Regions from separate parts of the Mus musculus genome. Here all the other regions are linked to region 2. A link is a contact called in public Hi-C and promoter capture Hi-C data. All regions are on one chromosome and are shown on one strand. The core of a region is the stretch at or near the end of the contact, and the rest is flanking DNA. Distances in the headings are between cores, read along the strand shown.

Region 1 (4,268 bases), core at 1,098-3,597, 6.6 Mb after region 2:
AACATCAACCAAAGTTGTTGACTAAAGGATATAATTTAAGACAGGTGGTGGTGGTACATGGCTTTAATACCAGCACCTGGGAGACAAAAGCAGATGGATCTCTGAGTTTGAGGCCAGTCTGGTCTATAGAGTGAGTTCCAGGACAGCCAAAGTTACACAGAGAGACACTCTCTTGATAAAATGTGTGTGTGTGTGTGTGTGTGTGTGTGTGTGTGTGTGTGGTAAAAGCTTTAGGGGCTTAAACTAAAATGGCAGCCACTATCTTATAAAGCTCAAGATATTCAAGATTTCATAAATGTGATTTCCCTAATCTTAATCCTAACTAGCCCCAAGCAAGTGTAATTCTTCTTGTTCTTGGCTGGGTAATAGTATGTTACAACCTTTCCTTTCCTTAAAAGATGTTCAGTTATCTGGGGTTTCCCTGCCGCTCACTGGTATGATTACTTCAAGTAGGATGGTAATTGTCACAGAGCCAGTTTCATATTCAGTGAGGCTCTCCAGTAAACACCACGCCACATTCCTCAAGTGTGCTTTCTGAATTTCTAGAGGATTCAACGGAGAGCTCTGTTGTGGAGAAACCCTCAAGAGCCTCTGAAATGGTAGTAGGCCTTTTTCTCAAATGACCCACACTGGGACACGGAATGTTACAGTGACTCGCACATAGTCATCCTCTCAGTCTGCCCTCCCTCTTTCTCTGCTAGCCTAGATCCACTAAGGACCCCAGGCTGGGCTTGACCTCAGGGGAGCCATCATTCCTGGATGTTACTGTTTTGAAATGTATATGGATGTTTTTTGTGAATGTATGTTTGTACTTCAGGTGCCTAACTGATACCTGCTAAGGTCAGAAGATGTGAGTTTCTGTGGGAATGGAGTCTCAGAAGATAACTTGTGAGTCACCATGTAGGTGCTGGCAACAGAAACTCCGACCTCTCAAAAATAGTGATCTTGAACTATGATCGATCCATTTGGTCTCAGCATTAAAAAAAAAAAAAAGTGTGTGTGTCTTCCTGCCCATCCACCCAAGTTGGGAAAGGGTCTCATGTAGCCCCAGGTTCACCTCCAACTCACTATCTTGATTGTCCAGCTCCAGCCTCAGAGCCACCTGACAGTCCAGCCTCAGACATCTGACAGTCTCCCTGAATACTTGTTTAAATACATTTCCTGCAGGTGGCAACATTTTCTTCTCCATAAATTTCTATTATTTATTCTGCGTATCTCTTTAGTGCCACTCAAAGCACCGACCATCAAAGGGCCTTTAGCCAACCAAGCATGCCAAATACGACTCTGGCAGGCCTTGGCTTCACCGCCATACCCTCCATCTTGCTAAAAATCATTAGATTACATCCATAAAGCTAGACACCAAGGTCTATTCCCTTATTTGACCATTTTCTCCTCTTGAGGCTGACCACTAAGGTCCAGCTAACAAAGCACTGAAGTCCAGCCCCTTGAAAAGCCCCCTTTGGCTTATGTAATTAATATACACAATCAAAACAAACCAACTTATCCTAACATCGGATTTTTTTTTTAACCTTTATGAACTGTTATTTGCCTATGGGTCGGTCTCCTCCCTATCCAGAGGCAGCCCTTCGTGTTTCGGGTGCAAATACTCCTCTCTCCTCTCTCTTGACCCTTTTCTCTTCGTCCTAGTCTCTATCTTCTTTCTTTGTCTCTTATTCACTGCCTTTTGTCTCTCTGGGGAAAATAAATCTCCTTTGTTCTGAGAACTTGGTCTTGGGGTGTCCTAAGTCGACTTTCGAGGTCCCCACAGCCATGTTAATTCTAAATATCTCCCAAAGATAAGCACTGTTAAACTATTTCCGTCTTGAAGTAAGGAATGCAAGGCAGAGAGGACCGGCTCATAACAGCAATAAGACGCAACACTACGAAGTTTACTTAGTCTTTTCATCTCTATTCTCACGCCAAAACAAAGAATATCATCTGAAATGTGTTCTTATGGTGGAAATCAAATTAGCCAGATCTATCTCCCATGAGATCGTCACCATCATCATAAGCAAGAACAATGCAAACTTGGAATACTTTTGTCGAAGGGCAGAGCTCCTGACAGAAGACGATGAACCTGAAAAAGACTCAGTCCTTTCCCAGTAATGCCTTTCGAGTACTTGCACTCTCAGAAGTCCCGCTTCCGCCAAGTGACAGTAACCGGAAAACGTCAACAGGGAAAGCCGGAACCGGTGAGGGGGGCGGGGCCTCCGGCGACGCTCTAGCTTTCGCTTACTCTACGTCCACCTTGATTGACAGACTCCGAGCTCCAAGGCTCGTTACGATTGGATGCGGAGCTTTGGATGGGCGGGCAGCTAGCGCGGCGGCGCGCTGATTGGTCAGTTCCGCCATGCGGTGGAGGGGCGGTGCTTGTGGCGGCGTGAGGGGTCTGGCTGCCTTGTCAGCCTGGTGTGGTCGGGTGCATGTGGGCGCTCCGCTCACTGTTGCGTCCCCTTGGCCTGCGCACCATGTCGCAGGGTTCGGCTCGTCGGCCGCGGCCATCCAAAGACCCACTGCGACACCTGCGTACGCGGGAGAAGCGCGGCCCGGGTCCCGGGGGCCCGAACACCGTGTACCTGCAGGTGGTGGCGGCGGGCGGCCGGGACGCGGGGGCTGCTCTCTATGTCTTCTCGGAATACAACAGGTCAGAGTGGGCCGACAGCCCTGGGGGATTGGCCCCAGCGCCACGTGCTCGGGAGGCCTCCTGTCCAATCCTGTATATATCCCTTACCTCCCTTAGTCAGCATGGCTTTCAGGTATCCGGGCAAAACTTCCCGTGCCCCGACTCTCACCATCACCATCCCAAAGCGGGGGCCTCACCGTGAGTGTGTGGGCTAGACCGGTTTCATAAGTCGATGGGGAAAGACATCACTCCCCATTGATCTATACCAAACTACACTCTTCCGTCACTAACCAAAGAGGGCTCAAAACCTACTAGGCAGTATGAGAACCCTGTCATTTATGTCGCTGTATCTACAGTAAAGCATTTTACAGAGTATACTTGTAAGTACAGTAATGTTCCTCCTGTAGGTACCTTTTTAACTGCGGAGAAGGCGTCCAACGACTTATGCAGGAACACAAGTGAGTCAACTCCTGGCTTCTGGGGTGGAGATGATTATGGGCTTGAAAGCTGAGGTGAGAGGCAGATGAGACTTCTCAGCAGACACGGTCTCTGGTCGTCTTTGTTTCATCTGGCTGAAATGTATGTTTTTTTCTTAGACTGAAAGTCGCTCGCTTGGACAACATCTTTCTGACTCGGATGCATTGGTCAAATGTTGGGGGGTTGTGTGGTGAGTATGTGTTTGGAGGTCAGGGGCCGGTGGGAAGTTTCTGGGGGCTTAACATGGCTTGCAGCTCATTTGTTCATCTTCCTAGCCCAGGGGAGATAGAATTCCTGGTACACTAGCTTAGTCAGCTTGAGTAGGGGGTGTGAAAACCTAGACTCGGAAAAGTAGGCCTTGATATGGTTACAACCTCCACCTGGACCACAGATTTAACAACAGAGTGCTGTGGTGGGTGCTGATCAGACTCTGCAGCTGGATTCAGACACATACTGTCATCCAGACTGTGTGGCTGCCAGATTTTGAAAGCATAGTAGTATGGGCAGAGGAGAGAATGAGGTAGTGGACTGTGCCCTCCTCCCCCTTGCATAGCAGACCCTGCTCTGATGCATGGTTAGATCAATGCTAACATTATTTTCTCTTTATGTATTGTATAGTTGCTTATACCCTAGAACAGGGACACGTAGGTAAATAACTAGTATAGCCAGAAGCACCCCACCACCATGCACACACACACACACACACACACACACACACACACACACACACACACACACACATACCACATACCGGACAGGGCCTGCAGGCTAAGTTGAGAGTGCTGGATTTTTATTTATTTTCTCTTTACATTCTTTTAAGGAATGATTTTAACTTTAAAGGAAACCGGGCTTCCCAAATGTGTTCTGTCTGGACCACCACAGCTGGTGAGTGTCTCCTGGTCACCCGTTAAAACCACCTCCTTTAAAAATGGTAGCAGTCTTCATTTTTGTAACTTAACCTTCTGCCCTCAAGGATAACAGGTAGTGGAGTTAAACACATCTCCTTTCATAGTATGTAAATACTAACTGTGTGGTCCTGGGTGAGCTACTTTGCCTCTCAGCCCCAATTTCTTAATTTATAAAGTGGCCAGAATGATCCATAGGTTGTTAAAGTTGAATTGCGTGAAGTGGTACATGGGAGGGACTAAATCACTCACTATGGTACCAA
Region 2 (4,410 bases), core at 3-2,502:
AAATTATTTAAACACACACACACACAACTTGGAAAAAGGCCAATAACCCTACAAGCCCTCCCCGCAATTGCTTGTGAGTTCATTATGGGTTTCTGCCTATATAAACTGACCCTGAAACGAAGTTCATGATAGTAGCATTCAGTTCCAGAGTCTAAGCTATGTCTACCGACCGTGGGGTGTGCATTCAATACACTATCCCTGTCTGACTGAGATTGATATTCCTGTGGTTTGTGGGGCGACTCCTGGACCCTAACAGGGACCAGCTCTGGAATTCCTTTCACTTCAGACTGTGGAACCCCGTCCTCCTCCATTCTCATGCCTCTAGAAACACCTAAAGACTCCTTCACAGATAGGAAGGCAGCTCTTGACTAAACAGACTCTTTACCGATTTACTAAACACGGGCTATGTTCAACAGAACCCAATGGGAAGAGAATTGGGCCCGGATACGTGTTTCATCTCCAGAAAAAAAGCCTGGGGCCCCGAGGCCGTCAGACATTTGTACCACGCAAGCATCCATCCTGCATCCCATCCATGGCTTCGGTCCGTCTTGCAAGCCACACATAGCACTGGTATCCAGACCACCCATGAACGAAGCAGGGAGCTCACTGGGCTAAGTTCGAGCCTCCTCCTCCCACTCTAGGAAAGTGAGCTAACAGTGAGATCCTCTGCATTCACGCGGTAGCCGGCGTCCCGTGAGGCCGGCTACTTAGCGGGAGAGATGGCGCCCGCTGCAGGTGTCGGGAGAGGTTCACCCACCTGTCTCGACCTAGAGTCCGCCGGATTCACTGAACCGAGAAAAAAGAAAAGAAAAGGAAAAAAAAAATCACTTTTGAAAAACGACTTCGTTTTTGTTAGCAATACCCAGATAGGAGCTAGCCGAAACCGGAAGTTGCATCACCTCCGGTCGCGCCAGGCAGTGACAGTCCTTAGCCCCGCCTCTGTTCCTAAAGCAACGATGGCCGCTCCCGCGTACGACACTATTGCTAGCATTTCTCGAATTGGGAGGGACTATCGATTTTCATCACCTGCTGTAGTTTTCCTCAGCAACTCTTACTCATGCATTCATTTTATTTAGGCTTGGTTGGCGGGTGAACTGGGAGCTAGGAAAGGCGACGTCGGATGTAGAGTAGCGCCATCTTGTACGGACCCTGAACGTTTAGCACGCCGAGCGTGAGCTTACATCGGGCAATACTTGTCAGAGAGGAAAAAAAAAAATAGCGTTTTTACGCGATGGCGTATTTCCGTTTCCTCTCTGCCAGGGCGTTTTTGGTTGGACGGTCTTGTTGCGGAGGGAGGGGGAAGATTGTTTGCTCCGTAGACGCTCCCCGTAAAGCAAGGTAAACTGAGGTAAAGCCGGGAAGGGGCATTTTTTTTTTCGCCTGGTTACATGGGATGGCTGGGACTCAGACGCTGGGTCCGCGGAAGAGTATGCGCTTGGAGCCTGGAGGCTCAGATGGCCCCCAGGGCTGGAGAGGCAAGGTTGGGGGATAGAAGGTGAATTGCAAAGCCGGACCGAGGGGGACGGGCTTGGTAGAAAAAGGGTGTGGAGGAGAGAGGGTGGGGCTCAGAGGGAAGTTTGGAAGGGGAGGGACTGTGGAGGGAACAGGGACGCGAGCAGAGTCGGACCTAAAGTCCTTGAGGCCGGAGGAAAGAAGTTGAGGTGGGGGACTGGTCGGATCTCGGGAGTGTGTGTTGGGAAACCAGTGGTATCTTGGGGAGACCCAGGACGCGGAGGAGGCTGCTGGCCAAGGTTCTGATGCTGACATCCTATGTAACTTGACCTTTGTGTCTCCTGCAGCTCCCCAGAGGCGCATCTCCCACCCTCTGCTTGGACTTAGCTTTCTCTCCATCTGCCACCACAGCCTGGAGGCGCTTGCCTCCACCCTCCCGAATGGTGCTCCTCTTCCCAGGCGTCGGCCCAGGATCCAGGCCCCCTTTGCTCCTTGAGTTGGAGCTGTTGCCGCTGGGGTCTCTTGGTGGGCTCCCCGTGGTGAGGTGTGAAGAACTTTTGCACAGACGAAGCTTTAGTTATAAGGACCTCCTCAGCAGTTCGAAGCTCAGCCTCTAACTGAACGCGAGGCCCATCTGTGCTGCTTCTCTTCGGCCTTTGAGAAGAGAAAGCCCTATTCTGTTCCATCCAAAGTCCAGGAAGCCTCAAACTGGGGCCCTGCTCCCAGCATGCCAGCCCTCTCTTGTGCATAGGGCTTTGCCCTCTTCCAGCCAGCATGGCTGATCTCAAAAAGGCTGCAGGGGGCCGGGAGACTCCGCAGGGGGAACTTCGGTCAGAGGTGGTAGAGGATGAGGGCCCTAGGAGCCCGGTCGCAGAGGAGCCTGGAGGAAGTGGAAGCAACAGCAGTGAGACCAAATTGTCCCCTAGAGAGGAGGAGGAACTGGATCCTAGGATACAGGTGAGAAGGCTGATGGAGGAGGTCAGAAGTCCAGAGGCCAGACTTGCTGAAGAGCTGTGGGATCAATGAGGCCTTAGACTCCTCTCTCACAGTGGGCTGGGGTGGGAAAGGGAAGCAGACATGTACATAAAACGTGGCGGTTCAGTGTGACAAGTGTGACAAGTGCTGATGGAGAGCAGGGACCCTGCCTGAGTGCTTGGGGCATAGAACCACTCATTGTTCTTCTTTCTGAATAAGCAAAAAGATTGCTAGCTCAGGTATCTTACATATCCTGGAGGCAAGAGGAGATGGCTGAGACTGGGAGGCAGTTTGGAGGCTGAGGAAATCTCCCCCCCCCCCCCCCCACCTTTTACCTTCTTAGATATGTCTCTCAGAATCATTTTGAGTTGTGAGACCTTTCAGGTATTTGAAAGGCACGGTAAGGTTTGAGTCTGTAAGGAAATCAACTCCCTTCCCTCCTCCCCATCCCCCTCTCTTTGAGACAGGATTCTCTTGTGTAGCCCTGGCTGTCCTGGAACTTGATTTGTAGACTAGGGTGGCCTAGAACTCCGAGATCTGCCTGCTTCTGCCTCCCTGCTCCTGGGATTAAATTAGGTGTGTGCCACCATGATCAGCAGGAAACTTTTTATATTGCAAGGATTTATCTCTGTTGTGATTGGCCTTTAATATATATTTCTGGCTCTTGGAATTGTGGGCTTACCAAAAGAATGTCAGGATAGTTTACTGTCATGGAATGTGCACAGTCTAGTTGGTAAACCAGAGAGATGGTTGTGTAAGAGACTCAGGGAACTGGTATGAGGAAGAGTGGTCATTGTGGAGGAGATGGCCTGCTAGGACAAGCTTAGTTATCTATCGTGTTTCAGGGTACTGTCTAAATGGACTGTATGGGAAAGTTTCTGATATGGGCTGATAATGGCTAATACGTGCTGTATGTCTGGGGTCCAGGGCTGCTATTCAGATAGGTTGCATCTGAGATGCTGTTACTGGGAACATGATTTAGCTCCTTCTAGGTAGCTAGAACATCCCAGAGCTTGAATTCTTGGGCTTCTCCTTCAGTAAACCTTACTGGGTAGTGCCAGTGAATTGCAAAGAAAGTAAGTCTGGTCCTGGGGTGTGTGTGTGTGTGTGTGTACTGAAGCTCAGCTCCTTGGGTTGTTTGTGACCTTATAGTGGAGCATTGGCGAGCTATTCTTTTCTGGCATGAGTCAGTAATTTATTTCTGCTGTGCTTCAAGATGCTGCATTGACAACAACTCAGCTTCTCTCATCCATTCTGAGGATTTGTCCTCCACTGAGAGAGTGCATTGAAAAAAAGAAGTCTTGGGATAGATATTCAAGTCACTTAAGTTCCATGATTTGGGAATTTGTGAAACCGTTAGCTTCTTTGAGCTTCTGTTTGTCAGTAAAGTGAGGGACTTGGTTTGTCTGGTGTGCACAGCTCCTATTCACTGTGCAAAGGGTCTGGAAGATTACAGATAGTGAGTTAAGAAGGAACTCTCTGTTCCTGGATGAGAAGGGCCTGTAATGCACTTCTTGCACCTCCCTGAAACATCCTTCATTCTGCGCAGGCAATACCTTCTCTCCTGCTATCGTTCATCAACCTCTTGTTCTGTGTATTTTTTCAGTAATCATATAGGCGAAGGCAGTAGACTGAAGAGGCACACTTGTGGCTATGGAAATACAGTCATTTGAGATAAAAAAAAATGCAGTTGTGTACTGTAGCGATGGCATAGATGTAACATTTCTGCCATCATAGTTCTGTCAGTGAGCTCTGGCAGTGTTGGAATGTCTCGGGAATGCATAAGGTCTACTTTGCCTCCAGTGAGCGTGCAGAGTGATGGGGACTAGGGGGCCATCGAGACCCTTGTTTCTCTTGCCGAGCTGTATGGCATTTATTGTAGTGTTGTAGGTGGTACAGGGAGGGAAGGCTCATCTGATGACACAGGCATGTGTCGGTTGGCTCTCCAGACTCACCAGGGATTTAGAGTTTGCCGTTGGAAAA
Region 3 (3,843 bases), core at 835-3,334, 7.1 Mb before region 2:
AGTCAAAGTTTTGGTAAATGGTTTCTCTCTTGCAGTTACCAGAACCAATATCCTGACGAATCCTGAAGGCTGACCAAGTGCCTGTGGCTAGTATTTCCAGAGGGTACATGCATCTGTGATCTGGCCCTGGATCTGAGACCCGTTCATTGATAGGTCAGACCTAATAGCTCACACCAGTGATGCCAGCAATTCGGAAGCTGTAACAGGAGGATTTCTACAAGTTCCAGGCAAGCTTAGACTAAATAATAAGTTCCAGATTGTCCCTGTGTATACAAAGACGATCACAAAGGAAGAGGGGAAAAAAGAAGAAAGAATAGTGGGGAAGGAGAGAAGAGAGACCCATATAAGTAATTAAAGGAGCAGTGCAGGGCACTTCCTGTATTCCCTGAATGGTATGAATTCAGATGCTTCCTGCCCACTCCATATGCTCTGCAGAGTGCACTGGGAATTGGGATGCTTTCAACATTGTTTGACTGAATCTTTGTTACTCCTGTGCTGTTTGACTTTCTCTTCAGAAGTGTTAGGAACCCTGGAGGAAACTGGGATATTGTCCATCTTGGGCAGTATGGGATGCCTGAGAGATCCATTGTGACTCATTCATGGTGTGGCCTTTAATCAACTTTGCTAAATGTGAAGGGATTCATTGTTTCATAATGGGAGCTTCAGAGACAAATCACCATGAAACGAGCCTTTTCAAGACAGACCCTTTTGGTCTTGCCAAAAGATGGACTCAGAATACTTTTCTCTAACTGATTAAGAAAAAAGTAAGTTGTTTTTTACTTTGTTGCATGAATGGAGGCAGTAAGTATGACAATGAAACCGTAAGCTAGCAAAGTTTGAATGGTATTTTCAGGAGTTAAATTTGTCATTAAAGCAAGGAGCTAAGAATCACCTCTTAGAGTTGTCTAGATTACTAAGACTGTCTATAAAGTGATTGGCATAGAGTATTTAATTAATCTGGTTATGACAGCTCATATTTATGCTTCAAGCTCTTGGAGGAAGGAGATAAGAGATAGGACGACCAGAAGAAGTTCAACCCTACTGGGTTAGACAGTAATTATGGTGTTGGATTCTCAGCAGTTTTGTTTTTTGAGTTTTGATCTCATGTAGCTCAGACTGGCCTTGAACTTGCTATATGGCCCAGGATGACCTAGAATTCCTGATCCTCCTGTTTCTAAATCCTAAATGCTGGGATTACAGGCCTGCACCACAAAAGCCCAGTTCTCTGAAATTAAAAAAGGATATATATTAAGAATTTGTTATGTCGCCAGGCAGTGATAGTGCACGCCTTTAATCCCAGCACTTGGGAGGCAAGAGGCAGGTGAGTTTCTGAGTTCAAGGCCAGCCTGGTCTACCGAGTGAGTTCCAGGACAGCCAGGATTACACAGAGAAACCCTGTCTCGAAAAAAAAACCAAAAAGTCTGACCACAAATGCCCGTTTGTTGAGTAACTGTAGTAGAAAATCATGAGGCTGCCATGGTTGTAACCGGAAGAATACTGTCAGAAGTCTTAGGACAAACCTCCCCATTCCTTTCGATTTGCTGGCTGAGAAGGCGAGGAGGAAGAGAGAGAGGAAGGCAAAGAGAAAGAGAAGGGTAAGCACCTGCTACGCTTGTTTTTAGAGGCATATTCAGGTAAACTTCTCCAAATCCAGTTTAGAGCGGAAGCGCCAGGTGACAGCCATATCCTGGTCACTGAGCTGCCCTAGCTGGGAGCATTCGGGGACTCTGCGCTCTGGTGGCTCTACCTGGAGCTGAGGTTGAGGGGCGACTGGTAGATGGAGTGCGATGAGCTTCCCACTTTAAGCTGATGGGAAAAGGTCAGAGGTTGGCCCTACCCAGCGTGGCCACGCCCAGCAAAACTCTTCGAGAGCCCGACGCGCGCCGCAGACTTAAGGCGGGCTTCCAGGTTCACCTAAGAACAGAAAGAACCTCAGCCTGACAAGCGGACAGAACCTCGTCCTACCCGCGCCTCCAGCGCTGCGCAGCCGCAGTGTGGCTGATCAAGCCCCGCCGTCCCTGACGTCACAGACCCCTCGTCCCCTTGCACGATCTGTGGGCGGGCACGAGGCTTCGTGACGCATGCGCGCTGGCTCGGCGTAGGTGGCGCTGGAGCCACCTGAGGAGGTTGTAGGGTGACGGCGCGGACGCCATTTTGTCGGTGTCTGTCGCAGCGGCTGGAGAGGAACGACGGCGGTTTGGCGACATTTCTCGGCCAAAAGGCCGCTTGCTTTTGCGGAGGTGAGGTGGGCAGTGTCGCGCGGAGCCAGGTGTCTGAGGAGAGAGTGGGCTTTGGGCGTCAGCACCGGGAGGATGCGTCCGCGGGGCTGGCGGGGTGCCTCTCGGCCGGCGGCGACAACACCCGAGCTGCCGCGGTTTCGCCGCTCGAGTCAAGGCCCGCAGGCCCCGGGTTCGCCCGACGGTGCGGTCCGGCAGCTTGGGCCTCGCTCACCTCTTGTCAAGGCCTCGGCCGTCCATCGCAGGAACCAGCGGGGAGACCCTTGGCGGGACGCATCCCCGGTACTAGTGCCGTCCAGAGTCGAAGTCACCCCGACCCCCTACTCACCCCTGTCTGTGGCCTCGGCCGTTTGCATAACCGGAGCCTTTTCCAAAGTCCGCTATTCGCTCTGTTGTTCAGCTCTAAGGGCCCTGGCCAGCTGCCCGGAAGAGGTAGGGCAGGCGCTGCGGCGAGCCAGGCAGCGGCTGGAGTTCACCTCCAGCTTCGAGGATCACACTTGGGAAGGAAGGTTCGTCCTTCATGCCAGGCGGTCACCCCACCCCAAGCCCCCCCTAGATCTGGGTCGCCCCGATTGCCCAGGCATTATGTAGGCCAGGCAGGACTCGAACTCAGGAGATTCTCCTGCCTCTGCCTCCTGAGTGATGGGATTAGAGAGCTGAGTGATGGAATTAGAGAGCGAACATTGCATTTACATTGTGACAGCTCTGTTGCTCAAGTAGCCAACCCTCTAAACCAGTGGACCGATTGTCACCTGGTCTAATGTTAAAGCTGCAGATATTTGGCCTAATTTTGAACACGCACCCGAGGGCCTCTTGTACCCCCACTTAAATGGGAGACTGAAACTTCTAAAACGTGGTGGAGAATAATATTTCTAGTATGAGCGTATACATATGGGTTCCATTGTATCTTTTATTGAAAGGATACAGAGGATTGTAGCATGATTTTTAAGTGTTAGAGATAGTGTAATATTTTGAGGTAGCTTTTCTTTCCTGTGTATGAAAGCTCTCATGAGCTCAGAAATCTTTTACTTTGCCTCCTAAGTAAATATTTCTTTGTTGGTTGTTTGAAACAAGGTCTCGCTGTGCAGACCAGGCTGTCCTTGAAGTCTCTCAGAACTCCACCTGCCTCTGCCTCTAGGGTGGCACGTGTCACCACACCTGCCTAAAAACAAAGTATTTCCGAACTCGGCCAGAGATCAGAGGAGGGATGGGGAATGTTAGTCGGGGCCTATTGGGACAAGGACCCACTGATAGGTGGGTTTGCATATTAGTCACTTGAGAAGTTGAGATTTGTCCTGTGAGAGGTAAACTGGCTGTAGCGATGTGAAGTGGAGGGGGAGGGGGTAACTTGAAGCAAGCAACCAAGACTTGTGAAACCCTAATGGCCAGTCACAAGGATGAGTCATCAGAAGCTGTACACTGGGCTGCTGTGTTTTGAGAGTGCTTAGCCTGTAGCCCGGTGGCTTGGGATTCAGAATTTAATTCCCTCCCCTCACCCCCTCTAAAGAGAAAAAAAAAAAGCCTTAATCAAACTAAAACCTTAAATACAATTTTGATAATAGGAGGAATATGTCAGCAGAACTCCAGTGGAAATAGGAAGATGAGT

Evidence for each region. Promoter capture Hi-C pulls out the DNA fragments that hold promoters and counts their contacts. Hi-C and Micro-C count contacts between places; a contact is called where the count stands out from the background.
Region 1: a contact with region 2 is called in a promoter capture Hi-C map of pre-B cells. The contact joins the promoter of Elac2 here to the promoter of Sh3bp5l in region 2. A contact is called at or near these places in 1 of 39 promoter capture datasets (pre-B cells) and 1 of 484 Hi-C or Micro-C datasets (muscle stem cells).
Region 3: a contact with region 2 is called in a Hi-C map of muscle stem cells, with 4 times the contacts expected there. The contact joins the promoter of Clk4 here to the promoter of Sh3bp5l in region 2. A contact is called at or near these places in 1 of 39 promoter capture datasets (liver) and 2 of 484 Hi-C or Micro-C datasets (CD8 T cells and muscle stem cells).

Annotation. Positions count from the first base shown.
Region 1 is chr11:64,976,688-64,980,955 of GRCm38.p6, forward strand. Elac2 (elaC ribonuclease Z 2) reads left to right here and starts at 2,348. Exons shown (of 24, transcript NM_001362983.1): 1 at 2,348-2,644; 2 at 3,031-3,081; 3 at 3,220-3,290; 4 at 3,921-3,985. The coding sequence starts at 2,424.
Region 2 is chr11:58,329,455-58,333,864 of GRCm38.p6, forward strand. It overlaps Sh3bp5l (SH3 binding domain protein 5 like), which reads left to right and starts at 1,253. Exons shown (of 7, transcript NM_024480.5): 1 at 1,253-1,338; 2 at 1,800-2,409. The coding sequence starts at 2,227. It also overlaps a transcript of Zfp672 not described here.
Region 3 is chr11:51,261,030-51,264,872 of GRCm38.p6, forward strand. It overlaps Clk4 (CDC like kinase 4), which reads left to right and starts at 2,085. Exons shown (of 13, transcript NM_007714.6): 1 at 2,085-2,240. It overlaps BC049762 (cDNA sequence BC049762), which reads right to left and starts at 1,975. Exons shown (of 3, transcript NM_001382322.1): 1 at 1,604-1,975. The coding sequence starts at 1,628.